Linked DNA regions of Mus musculus: all the other regions are linked to region 2. A link is a contact called in public ChIA-PET and promoter capture Hi-C data. All regions are on one chromosome and are shown on one strand. The core of a region is the stretch at or near the end of the contact, and the rest is flanking DNA. Distances in the headings are between cores, read along the strand shown.

The links. Promoter capture Hi-C pulls out the DNA fragments that hold promoters and counts their contacts. ChIA-PET counts read pairs in DNA pulled down with a chosen protein or histone mark. Capture Hi-C pulls out chosen DNA fragments and counts their contacts.
Region 1: a contact with region 2 is called in a promoter capture Hi-C map of embryonic stem cells, with 5 times the contacts expected there. The contact joins the promoter of Slfn3 here to the promoter of Slfn9 in region 2. A contact is called at or near these places in 11 of 39 promoter capture datasets (the C10 cell line, the HPC-7 cell line, embryonic stem cells and 7 more), 3 of 484 Hi-C or Micro-C datasets (the G1E-ER4 cell line, the HPC-7 cell line and bone marrow-derived macrophages), 6 of 115 datasets of contacts at active chromatin or transcription factors (the SCID.adh cell line, bone marrow-derived macrophages, effector CD8 T cells and 2 more) and 3 of 9 other capture datasets (adipose tissue, liver and macrophages).
Region 3: an RNA polymerase II ChIA-PET map of effector CD8 T cells shows a contact between it and region 2, with 31 read pairs. The contact joins the promoter of AI662270 here to the promoter of Slfn9 in region 2. A contact is called at or near these places in 8 of 39 promoter capture datasets (the 3T3-L1 cell line, the C10 cell line, cranial neural crest and 4 more), 2 of 484 Hi-C or Micro-C datasets (the C10 cell line and bone marrow-derived macrophages), 4 of 115 datasets of contacts at active chromatin or transcription factors (the SCID.adh cell line, acute myeloid leukemia, bone marrow-derived macrophages and 1 more) and 3 of 9 other capture datasets (adipose tissue, liver and macrophages).
Region 4: a promoter capture Hi-C map of liver shows a contact between it and region 2, with 4 times the contacts expected there. The contact joins the promoter of Slfn4 here to the promoter of Slfn9 in region 2. A contact is called at or near these places in 2 of 39 promoter capture datasets (macrophages and pre-B cells), 1 of 484 Hi-C or Micro-C datasets (bone marrow-derived macrophages), 2 of 115 datasets of contacts at active chromatin or transcription factors (bone marrow-derived macrophages and large pre-B cells) and 3 of 9 other capture datasets (adipose tissue, liver and macrophages).

The regions. Positions count from the first base shown.
Region 1 is chr11:83,190,026-83,193,080 of GRCm38.p6, reverse strand. Slfn3 (schlafen 3) reads right to left here and starts at 1,751. Exons shown (of 3, transcript NM_011409.1): 1 at 1,673-1,751. It overlaps Slfn4 (schlafen 4), which reads right to left. Exons shown (of 8, transcript NM_011410.3): 8 at 2,865-3,055.
Region 2 is chr11:82,990,300-82,993,368 of GRCm38.p6, reverse strand. Slfn9 (schlafen 9) reads left to right here and starts at 1,539. Exons shown (of 5, transcript NM_172796.2): 1 at 1,539-1,781.
Region 3 is chr11:83,222,190-83,225,301 of GRCm38.p6, reverse strand. It overlaps AI662270 (expressed sequence AI662270), which reads right to left and starts at 1,726. Exons shown (of 4, transcript NR_015519.1): 1 at 1,651-1,726; 2 at 992-1,092; 3 at 671-850.
Region 4 is chr11:83,173,608-83,176,537 of GRCm38.p6, reverse strand. Slfn4 (schlafen 4) reads right to left here and starts at 1,352. Exons shown (of 8, transcript NM_011410.3): 1 at 1,145-1,352; 2 at 894-975; 3 at 625-710; 4 at 1-461.

The DNA of each region.
Region 1 (3,055 bases), core at 502-3,001, 200 kb before region 2:
CCCCACCCCATTCCCCTACCCACCCACTCCCACTTTTTGGCCCTGGAGTTCCCCTGTACTGGGGCATATAAAGTTTGCAAGTCCAATGGGCCTCTCTTTCCATTGATGGCAGACTAGGCCATCTTTTGATACATATGCAGCTAGAGACAAGAGCTCTGGGGTACTGGTTAGTTCATAATGTTGTTCCACCTATAGGGTTGCAGATCCCTTTAGCTCCTTGGGTACTTTGTCTAGCTCCTCCATTGGGGGCCCTGTGATCCATCCAATAGCTGACTGTGAGCATCCACTATTGAAAAGATTTTTTAAAGTTTTATTTTTATTCTATGGACATTGGTGTTTTGCCTGCATGTGTGAGGGAGTCAAATCCCCTGGAACAGGAGTTACAGACTGTTGTGAGCTGCCATGTGGATGCTGGGATCCTTTGGAAGAACAACCAGTCTTCTTAACCACTGAGCCATCCCTTCAGCCCCATCATATAGCTTTTAAAGGGTATGAAAGCACTAGGGAGACTTATGTAGGAAGAGGTCTATCATGTGGGTGGAGGGACAAGGGAGAGTAAAGAGGAACCCATGACCAAAGGACATTCCACAGATGATAATATTACATTGAAACACTTAATTCAGTGCAATTTAATACCAATTAATAAGAAAGAGGCTCATGAGATTGGAAAAACATCGCCATCAACAACACATCAACTTTCCTTCGGACTTTCTATTTGAGGTCTTTGGAAGCTGTAGTTGCCTTTGCTGTTTGAACACTAGAGGGCACTGACAGCTAAAATGACAACTACAGAACCAACCTTACAGTAATAAGAGTTGGTTGGTTGGAAGGCTAAGGTGGGGCATTACAGTGACTTGGCCTATATCACATAAATGCAACTTTCCTCACGGGGCCACTGTGGTTGGGTAGTCTGTCCTACACCTGCTCAGGCAGGCTCCTTTCCTCAACCTCTTCTGGCATGGTTCCTGTCCTCTACCTCTTCTGGCATGGCTGAACTCTGCTCCTTTCCTCTCGCTTCTTGGCAGGAAAATCCTAAAAGTCCCCCCTTTGTCTGCCCTGCCCAGGCATTGACTGTGGGCATCGTTACTTACCAACCAGAACCAACTGGGGGCAGCCACGAAAACTCTTGACCAAACTCAATGCAGTAAAGAGTGCATTTTATACAGGGCTTTTAATATGAAGTTTCCTCCCCCCCCCCCTATTTCATATATAGGCTAACTTATAATTGGATTTTTAAAACCTTCAGGTTGGATTTTAAAGTTAGCCTGGATGTGGAGGAAGGGAGGGCCAGCCAGGCGATACAGAAGGGACTCATGTGAGCATTGTGGCAGAAACTAAAACCACATGCTGGTCGCCTTGTCCTTTCTAGACAGCCTTCAGGGAGGGTGACTAATTACAGGAGCGGATATATTCAAAACATCGCTCAGGCCTCATGATTATTTTCTGTGTTTCCTTCTCTTGCTCTCCATGATCTGAGGATATTGTTCCTTCCGCACTGGTCAGTTTCTTCTAAAGAGGCCCCTGTGTGATTTCAGTTATATAGCAGGACTTTCTGACCCAGAAGCGGTACAAATGATGACACAGAGGCTTTTGGGTATTTTAAAGCTTAAGCCTATAGCTGGGCAGATTCCCAACCAACTTTCTAGTTCATCCCGATTAGTCCTGGCATTACCTTCCATGTGTGGCCAGCTCTGTGTCTCTGCTCCTGTTCAGGTCCGTCTTTCATCTCCGAGGCCCCAGGCATTTTTGGCGCGCCTTTGCTTTCTTTTACCAGAGTCCCTCCCCCAGGAAGTTCTGTCATCCACTTCCTGCCCAGCTCCGGTGAGGGTGGGAGGCAGAAATCAGAGTGGCTAAGGACCTTGCACAGTCATCAGTGTTCCAATGTCTAGCTGCACAGCTAAGCTGAGAATTCCCCAGGATGCCTGGCACTCTAGGGATTATGCAAGGATGCCTCTGAAACAGAGTGCTGTCCATTACATTCTCCTAGTCAGACTGGCTAAACCTCTGTGGGACACTTGCTTCAGTCCCTAAAATGTAGCATTATAAAAAATTAGCAGGTCATAAAAGTATCTGTGTGTAGCTGGGGGGCTGGGTGTTCACAGCTACACCACCATGTGGAGGTCAGAAGACAACTGGCTCGAGTCAATTTTCTCTCTCTCCTGCACAGAGATCCCTGGGGCTGGGCTCCTCAGGCAAGGTGGGAGCTGCCTCCATCCACTGAGCCATCACTTCACTGGCTCCCACTCTTAAGTCTTTCCCCAAGGTTTGTCCTGTTGACCTGAAAACCTGACTCTGCAGCCAAGCATGCCATTACTAGGACTCCATTGCTCTTTCCCAGTTCATGTCCCTACCCAGGTCTCTGCCCCACACTGTTACAGTCATCCTTTACTTGGGTTCCTCCTTCTGACTTTCCTATGTTAATCCAGCTCCTGACCTGATACCCAAAGAGGCTGACATTAGGCAGGCAGCTGCTGCTTTTGTTGAAACTCTCTGCCAATGATCCTCCCGTGAGTTCCCGTAGCTTTGAGAGTGCAACAACTTCCTAGGTCATACATGATGTGTCCCACTACTCTCACGACTTCACACTGATGTCACCTCCATGAAACAAGTGTTTCTAATGTGTCTCAGCCCCAGTGGCTGTTGTGTGGAGGCAGAATGGTAGGGTGATCTCTAGTCCAGCTACTGTGACAGGTGTCACGAGGTGCTCATGCAGCTATGATAATGTGTCTTCTCACTTCCTTGGTCTTCAAAGGTCTAGGCCATAACTCTGAAAACCACAATCGCAAATCTTCAAAACAACTAAAACCCCAAAGCCAGAAAAACTTATCCTGGAAAAACAATAAGAATTCTTTAAGAGAATTTGATGACGTTTTGTTAAGATCATTTATTTTAGAAATATTAAAATGGCAGAACCTTTGTTATCCAAATTTTTTTATGTATAACTTCTCAGTTAATAATGAAGCTTTGTTGAAGAAAGATACAAGTAGAAGAACTGTATTCATAAAAACACAGATCTGAGGACAGAGCACATGAAAAAATGAAGTATATTTTAAAG
Region 2 (3,069 bases), core at 290-2,789:
AGTCTCTATATGTGGTACACAAAAACTTCACTCCAACACAGGAGGTGTCTTAGTCAGGGTTTCTATTCCTGCATCATGACCAAGAAGCAAGTTGGGGAGGAAAGGGTTTATTCGGCTTACACTTCCATACTGCTGTTCCTCACCAAAGGAAGTCAGGACTGGAACTCAAGCAAGTCAGAAAGCAGGAGCTGATGCAGAGGCCATGGAGGGATGTTCTTTACTGGCTGGCTTTTCCTGGCTTGCTCAGCCTGCTCTCTTATAGAACCTAAGACTGCCAGCCCAGAGATGGTCCCACCCACAAGGGGCCTTTCCCCCTTGATCACTAATTGAGGAAATGCCTTACAGTTGGATCTCATGGAGGCATTTCCTCAACTGAAGTTCCTTTCTCTGTGATAACTCTAGCTGTGTCAAGTTGACACAAAACTAGCCAGTACAGGAGGGTACATGCATCTGAGAGCAAGTGTTCAACATGGCCAATGACATTGACTCCCTGGAACTGGAGTTACGGGGTCCCTGAGCCAAAGGTGGGTGTTGGGACTCAAACCCAGGTCAACCACAAGAGTGTGCTCAGAGTCTCTGAGCCATCTTCCCAGCCCCCGTAATTATCACAGTTTTGTATTTCTACATTTTATAAGCACCATAATATAGTTGTATCTTTATCTTTTCAGTAATTTTTGAACACTGAAAAAGATAAATTACCTTTTAATATTCACTTAATTACTCCTGTAGTACTGGTTTTATTCATGTGACTCTAAGTGTTACTCTGGTACAAATTTCCATCAGCCTTTAACATTTTTTGTGACAAAGGTCTCCTGGTGACCAAGCCCTTGCTGAATTGTTTTGTTTCACCAGAAAAGGACATCATTAGTTTCTATCCACTAGGTGAAGTGGTGTGTGTGTGTGTGTGTGTGTGTGTGTGTGTGTGTGTGTGTGTGTGTGTTGAATTCTAGGTTGACAGTGTGTATTGAATTCTAGGATGACAGTCTTTTTCATTCAACACTGTACAATCTGGAAAATTAGAATTTTAAAGAAAAAGGACTATGGTGGTAAGAAAATATACTGAAAGGGGAAGTTTGGAACCATGGAAAAACAGGTTTTTAACTAGAATACACATCCTGATGCAGTTAACGGTGTTAACCATGTGTAACAAGTGTACATGCAGTAGGAACACAGAACAGATGAAGATCTGCAAGTACCAGGGGTTAACAGTGGTTAGTTCTCAACTCTGAGCTCAGGAGGTGAGATCCTCACAAAAGCTTCACTCTCACTCTGCTTCCCCCAGACCAGCATGAATCTGAGCTCCTTCAACAGCCCTTCCACAGCAGGGAACCCCCTCAGGCTGAGAAGGCTGTAAGTTCTTGCTATAGGGAGGAAGCCGCCCACAGCCAAGGATGGGGGCTTATCTGGAAAAAGGGCAGCAAGACAGATTCATCAAAACCAGCAGTGAGCTCAGTCTGGCAGCATGCCTGCAGCCGGCCAGAAAATCCGAGCAGTTTCGTTTTCCCAAAAACAAGTAACCCAACCACTAGAAGAATTGAGCCAATTCGCTGTGACCACTGCTAGCCAAACCCATGCTAGACCCGGGGCTGCTCCTCTGAACCTCACAGACAGGCGACCAGTCCACAAATGAAACACCACCTGGCCACAGACCAGAAGATTCTGGGCCGGAGGCTGAGTTCGGGAAGGAAAGGGAGACTTACATTCCTGCCTGTTTCTAAATTCTGCTTTCCCAGCCGGCCAGGGAACAGCGATCAAAAGTCTTTTCTCACAAAATGAAAGTGGTGAGTGAGAGCCACAGAGCTGCGACCTTCAAGGGAGCCAGGGACAGAAGGGTGGCCCGGTGCCAGAGGAAAGGGCCTGGAGAAGAGCTTATCTCCTTTCGAACAAGTTTTATGCTGTCTTGTGTAATTCGTATGAATAGATTCCATAAATTAGTTGGTAAATAGGTACACTTGGGCCGGTGACAGAACACTGGGATATAGGAAGAGCTAGGAGGAAGGAGGAAGAAAGAAGTGGGGAGAAAGCAGATACCAAAAGAAACTAAAAACACCAAGAACAATCCGAACGCCCAATATGGCTAAGGTTCAGAATTATTAAAGTTTAGTTTATTAAGCACATATGAGTTTCAAGCTTCCCGGTATTTAGAAGGCTTCCTATTGGTCTCTGCCCGCGGGCGGGAGAGGGTGGGTGGAGAGTCAGGCAGTGAAAAGGAAAGGCGGGAATTCCACGCCACCTCCGCGCGCTCTGCGCTCTGGGATCCGGAGCGACCAGGACCTGGTGAGACCCTCAGCTCCCCTCCACCTTCCCCGAGGTCCAGCACACCAGAACTGGAACCTGAGCAGCCCAGAAGCCAGGGTGGCACCACTGTGTCTCTCCTGTCTGAAGACCCGGATATTTTCTCAGACTTGGCGACACGTTCCTTTAAAAGTAGGTGCTGAGGACTGGAGGGGCCTGGGAGTGAAAGGGGATGATTCCAGTGGGTGAGAGACTGACCAGCCCAGCACAGGAGAAGGGGGACCCAGATGGGTGAAGGGATGGGGGAGGGAGGCTGTCTCTGTCACTCTAGCTTGCTCTGGCTGGCAATCTCAACAGGAAGTCTCTGAGCTGGTAGAGCCTGTTACTCTTAGTAGGTGCAAGTTAGAGTACAAGCTTTAGGCCCCAAGGTACAGCTTGAAATGACAATGTTGAAAGGGATTCTGTAGATGCCACTGAGCGACCCCTCTCTCTCTAAGATACTGTCTTTAACTGAGCAAGGAGCCAAGAGGCAGAAATATAATTGCTACTATCTAACCCAGGGTTTATAATCCAGAAGCTATGGAAAAGAGCCTAAAATCCGGGGATTTCAGTTTCCCAACTAGCACACCTTCTAAAGCCTGTTTCCTTTCTGTCCTGATTCCGCCTAAGATGGCCAGTCCCAATTTGTTTTGCCCAGTATACTGCCCCAGCCCTTCTAGTGCCTTGTGTGTTCCACTCTTACTTTCTACACACAGTCATCAGAGGCCTAATCTTCCACCGACTGTTTATATGGTTGTGTAAGGGAGACAGGATCACCTTTCTGCAGGTCTCAGG
Region 3 (3,112 bases), core at 477-2,976, 230 kb before region 2:
GTTCTGCTCCTACCCTGAACTCTCCAGCTCAGTGTTGGGCCACCTTTCCCCAACTGCACTTCCAATTCAACCATTTTGGTTACCAGACCCATCTCTCTCTCCTTTGGGCTTCCTGGCTGTTGTATTTTATAAAAAGAAAGAGAAGAAGGCAGGGATATGTTTGGTGGAGGCATAGTAAGGTGTTGGGGAAAGGGTCCCTTTGCTGGCTCATGCTGAGGCATCCCTTCCCCCTGAGGTACCAGCCACGGGATGGTATAATATAGAATAGAATGTAGGGCATAGGGATGTGAGTTGAGGGAGTAGAGACAGAGAAAGGCAGAGATAGTAGTGGCTGGCCATGAGCACGTGGAGAGTAGGGAGGGGAATGAGGAGAGGGAGGAAGTGAGTAAGGGAGCAAGGGCAAGAGGAGAAGAGCAGAGAGCAAAAGTGAGGAGGGGGCAAGCAGTCCCTTTTATAGTGAGTCAGGTATACCTGGCTGTTGCCAGAAACTGTGGGCAGAGCCTAGACAAAATGCCAACCCGGGCTGCTGCACCTGGTACCTCTCTTTCCTCCCTCCCTCTCCTCCATCTCCTAAAAAAGCTAGGGACATGTTCATTCTGGACGCTCCAAGAAGATTCTGCCCCGTGGCTCTGCCTCCCTTTCAATCCACAAACTTTCTCTTCCACTATACCTGGGACCAGTCCTCTTCCTTTCTTTTTATTTCTTTTTCTCATACACATGGCGCCGAAAACCAGGACCAGTCATGTTTTCTTTCTTTCTTTCTCTTTTTCATTCAGCCAAGATGAAGGATTTTGCCCAGAACCACTCCGGGTCCCCAGAAAATGGCGGCAGAGGTAGTTTGCAGAGTCATCTAAAGGCGTATACCCATAAAGCCATTTGGCTTTCCCATCAGGTCCAATTAGAAGCAAACACATATCTTTACGTACTTCCTGCTTTTGTACCCAACCCTCCCCCTTAATTCAGGCAGGGGCATGCATGTTTCCTCACTTACCAACTGGGGGCAGGCTCCTAGAAGAAACTTCCATGCCGATGTTTCAATGTTTCGTTTTGGTAACACAAACTAACAGGCAGCCACGAAAACTCTTGACCAAACTCAATGCAGTAAAGAGTGCATTTTATACAGGGCTTTTAATATGAAGTTTCCTCCCCCCCCCCCCCATCTAATATATAGGCTAACTTATAATTGGATTTTTAAAACCTTCAGGTTGGATTTTAAAGTTAGCCTGGATGCGGAGGAAGGAAGGGCCAGCCAGGCGATACAGAGGGACTCATGTGAGCCTTGTGGCAGAAACTAAAACCACATGCTGGTCTCCTTGTCCTTTCTTGACAGCCTTCAGGGAGGGTGACAGGAGCGGTTGCAGGAAGGATGTGATAAATCTCACATACATTCAAAACATTTCTCAGGCCTCATGGTTATTTTCTGTGTTTCCTTCTCTTGCTCTCCATGATCTGAGGATATTGTTCCTTCCGCACTGGTCAGTTTCTTCTAAAGAGGCCCCCCGTGTGATTTCAGTTATATAGCAGGACTTTCTGACCCAGAAGCAGTACAAATGATGACACAGAGGCTATCGGGTATTTTAAAGCTTAAGCCTATAGCTGGGCAGATTTCCAACCAACTTTCTAGTTCATCCCGATTTGTCCTGGCATTACCTTCCATGTGTGGCCAGCTCTGCGTCTCTGCTCCTGTTCAGGTCCATCTTTCATCTCCGAGGCCCCAGGCGACTTTGGCGCCTTTGCTTTCTTTTTCCAGAGTCCCTCCCCAGGAAGTTCTGCCCTCCACTCTCTGCCCAGCTATTGGCTGTCAGCTCTTTATTACAGCCAATAAGCAAGTAAAGAAGGTCTAATATTTACAAAATATAGGACCTCTGATAGGCCACAGAAATAATACTAAGAGGCAGGCAGATTTCTGAGTTCGAGGCCAGCCTGGTCTACAAAGTGAGTGCCAGTGACAGCCAGGGCTACACAGAGAAACCCTGTCTCGAAAAAAACAAAAAAACATAACAAAACAAAAAAACAAAAACAAAAAAACCCCGACAACAACAAAAAAAGAAATAATACCAAGATCCGGCTCGCACTCAGCTGTCTGGCTAGTGCTTAGTTTGCTGATGGTTTATCCCTCAACATTGAGTATATAGAGAGCCACCTTCACATAATGCACCCCTAACTCAACTACAAGGATTTTGCTTTTACCTTTGGTGCCAGATCGTTAGTCCTGGTTTTACTCAGTGCTGGCCAGTGGATGAAATCAAGAGTCATGACCTTTTGTCTTCTCTCTCCTGAGAAGATTCCATACAGCAAGCCTGTAAGCTCCTCTCAGTAGTCTTGGTCCGTATTTAATATTTCATAAATGTTTGCTTTAAATTTGGCCTGAAGTGGTTGCGTTCATTTTTTTTTTTCCCAGCAAAACCCAGTATAAACATAAACCCTGCAGATGCACTCAGGCGATGCTGGGAGGCAGAAATCAGAGTGGCCAAGGACCTGGCACAGTCATCAGTGTTCCAATGTCTAGTTGCACAGCTAAAGTGAGAATTCCCCAGGATGCCTGGTACTCCAGGGATTATGCAAGGATGCCTCTGAAACAGACTCCTGTCCATTACATTCTCCTTGTCAGACTGATGGAACCTCTATGAGACACTAGTCATTTGTTACAGTTGTCTTTGATGTCATGTATATTTTGGTCTCTTAAGTCAATATCTGATCCATCTTTGTGTGTTAAGACTTGGAAGGCTATGAAACTAGATGACACAAGAGGGACTGATGGACCTCTGAAGGAAAGAAGTCCAATCGTTACATGTCATTGTCCTCTCTTATGTATCTATCCTATGTTTGTATGTTCTGACTCAGGGCTGTAAGGCACAGCTGCACCCAGGGCTCCAGGTGGTGCCTAGCTCCACCTTCAGCTGCTTCTTGGGAGCAGGAAAACTGCATTGATAAAAACTTCACATCTCAGAACACTGAGTATGCATAAGGGGATGGGGTTGGATGAAGGATTCACAAGTAAATCCCCGGGCTCAATGGAGAGCTTTGTAAAACCTGGGGTCCCACATGGAAGCCAGGCACTGCCAAACTGCCTTGTCCCTCTTCTGCATCAGGCCAGAACCAGCTCCTGTCC
Region 4 (2,930 bases), core at 103-2,602, 180 kb before region 2:
TCACATCTCACACCAAAGTGCAAAAGGACAATGCTCAGGCCTCTGGGAAACTTTAAAGTCAATGATGCTACATTGGAGTCCCCTTTACAGGAGCTGTGGGCTAGCCTGGGGCACTGGCCATCTCAGTTCAAAACCTCAACTATGGAAACTGTTCATACCCAGTACCTTCAGGCACTCAGTATGGACATGGTACTTAAATGCAAGGGAGGGAGCAAAACTCATCAAATTCCAAGACTGAAGTGAGGTTCAGAGACCTCCTGGTTCCTTGGGTTTTACTTAACTAGGTAGTTCCTTCTTCTCAAATTGTAGCATTGACTCTGGGGGGAAAATCTCTCTGAAGGAAATGCAGGCTGCCTGTCAGCTGTATCAGGCAGAAAAGGAGATGATGTTCAGAGGTCCTTACTCTGCCCCGAACGCAGGTGGATAAGCCAGCGCAGACAGAGGGAGCCAAGTAGAAGGATCTGTTTCTTGGGGGAACAAATCAAAATGAAAAAAAAAAAAAACAAAACAAAACAAAAAACAAAACCAAACAACCCAACCCTAGATCGGTCTTTCTCTCCTGGGTCAGTGTTTTGCACTTCTCTTGAGAAAGGGAAGTTCTCACCTTCTGGATTGTAAACTTACACAGAAGCATCTTTCTGGCTCTAGAGTACACCAGGCTGTGTCCTTTCCGGAGCCATATTTTCTCAGTGTTCAACAGGGTCAGGTCTCTAAGAGGATAGGGAACCCGCAAGGGACTCTAGAGATTCACACAAGCCTGCCAAACATACCACGCCAGATCTGCCTCTTCCTACATCACTAGTCAGCCTCAGAACAAGCATCATGGGCTCTCTCCCCCAGCAACTTTAAGCCCTCCCTCCTCCATCTCAAAGTGGGAAGCCATTTTCTCTCACCCCAAGCCTTCAGAGTCTTCCAGTCCTCAGCAGCCGGTGTTTTTGAAAGAATAGCTGCGAAGATGCCAAGGAGCCAAGATTCCTAGATGGAAAACAGCCAGAGTTAACTTGAGAGGGAAGGGCTATGCTGGCAACTGCTACCCCACATCCACCCAGAGCCAGTAAGTAGACAGGACACTGAGACACTGGGTGGGCACAGAAAGAGAATGACAGCAGGGTTGAGTTTGTCACAGTGGAACTGGCTCACTTACTCTGTGTCCTGGAAGCTGTGTTCCCCGAAGCTCAGAGCACCAGTAGGCTTGCAGGCCTTTCCCTTGCCCAGAGAGGCAGGAAAGGTGATCAGAGCTCAACCGCGGAGGGAGAGCAACTGATTCTGCGGAACCAAGCAAGATACAGCCGCTGTATGAATGCTCGCAGCTTTATGAATGCTCGCTGAGGTAAAATGGCGTAAGCCTCGCCTTTCTTTGCTAGTTTTATAAGTTAAATTGAGTCATCACTCTGAGACTTTGAGCATTTCGTCACTCCAGGAAGTATAACCGGAAGCTTAGATGCTTTGTGCCCTAGTGACTGGAATTGACAAAGAGAACAACGAATTTTTTAAATTTTCATTTTATTTATTTATTTGTTTATTTATTTATTTGAACAACTAATTTTTTAAAATTTTGAAAAGAAACAAAAGTGAAACTACCTAGAAATCACAGAGCACAGGTGTAAGGAGCAGGTGGGGGAGGGGAGAAGGTCAGGGAAATTTGCTCATTTATAATAAATCCTTGTATGGAAAATTTTAAATTTAATCAAAAATGAAGTTTCCTGTCTCCTTCAAGGAGTCTCTATCTTTACCAGGCTTCCCAGAGCAGCCTTAGCTCCAGGGCTTCCAAGAGCAGGCACTGGGAGGGATGTGAGGAGGAGAGCCCGGAATGTCCTGGAAGAAGAAAGGGGCATCATGGACGAATGTTGCACTAGCACAGGCAGAGGGGACACATGCAAATATTCACTCACACGAACACACACACAAACACACACAGGAACACTCACACTCAGGAACACACAAACACACACATTCACATATATACTCATGCACATTCACACACATGAACACACATACACATACACACACACATACTTACACACAGGAACACACAAACACACACACTTATACAGACACCCACACACAGGAACATACACACTTATACAGACACTCACAGATGAACACAAAAACATTGATTCACGCATACTCACACAATCACACATTCACAATACACTCCTGCACTTTCACACACACACATGAACACACAGTCACATACACAGACATAATCACACCCACTCATGCACATTCATGCACACATACTCACACACACACACACACACACACACACACACACACACTCCCATGCCTTTGCTTTCTTTGGGTCTGTTTTTATTCTAATTATGGCACTACAGTTTGTGTATCTCTTTACCTCATGAGCAATCTCAAGAATTCAGAAGCTGTTTTGTTTCTTTGTTTTCAGTTTGTTTTGTTTGTTTGTTTGTTGCGTGGTGGGGCATGCTTTAGTACATACATATTTAGCAAATTCTGGGTTTCTTTTGACATTGTCCTAACTGCAAATGGCATGTTGTGGTCACACTCATCCCTTTAAACTCTCTCACTTCCACTGCCCATAGGGACCATGGGTTTAAATGGTCAGGGGCTGAAATGCCCAGCTCTCTGGGGTCTCTGTGGTGTCAATCATTTCATCTGGGGAGCAGTACCCAAACCCCACCTTGCCTCACATGGCTGTTAATGAAAGTGTAGCTGAGAATCTCATTGTCAGGCTACAGGTAGGGGGCTGCCCTGTCAGAAAATAAACGTGTATGCTCCAGTGCCTGCTATGGCCGAGTTACATACATTCACCAACTCCTGCCATCCAAAATATTTATAATTCTATATGAATCTGTTTCCCTTTGCCAAAAGAATTTGAGCAAACAATTTGCCTAGGGATTTAACAAAACAATCCTACAGTGTTGGAGTATTGAAAGAGGAGATTGCTCCAGAGGGCC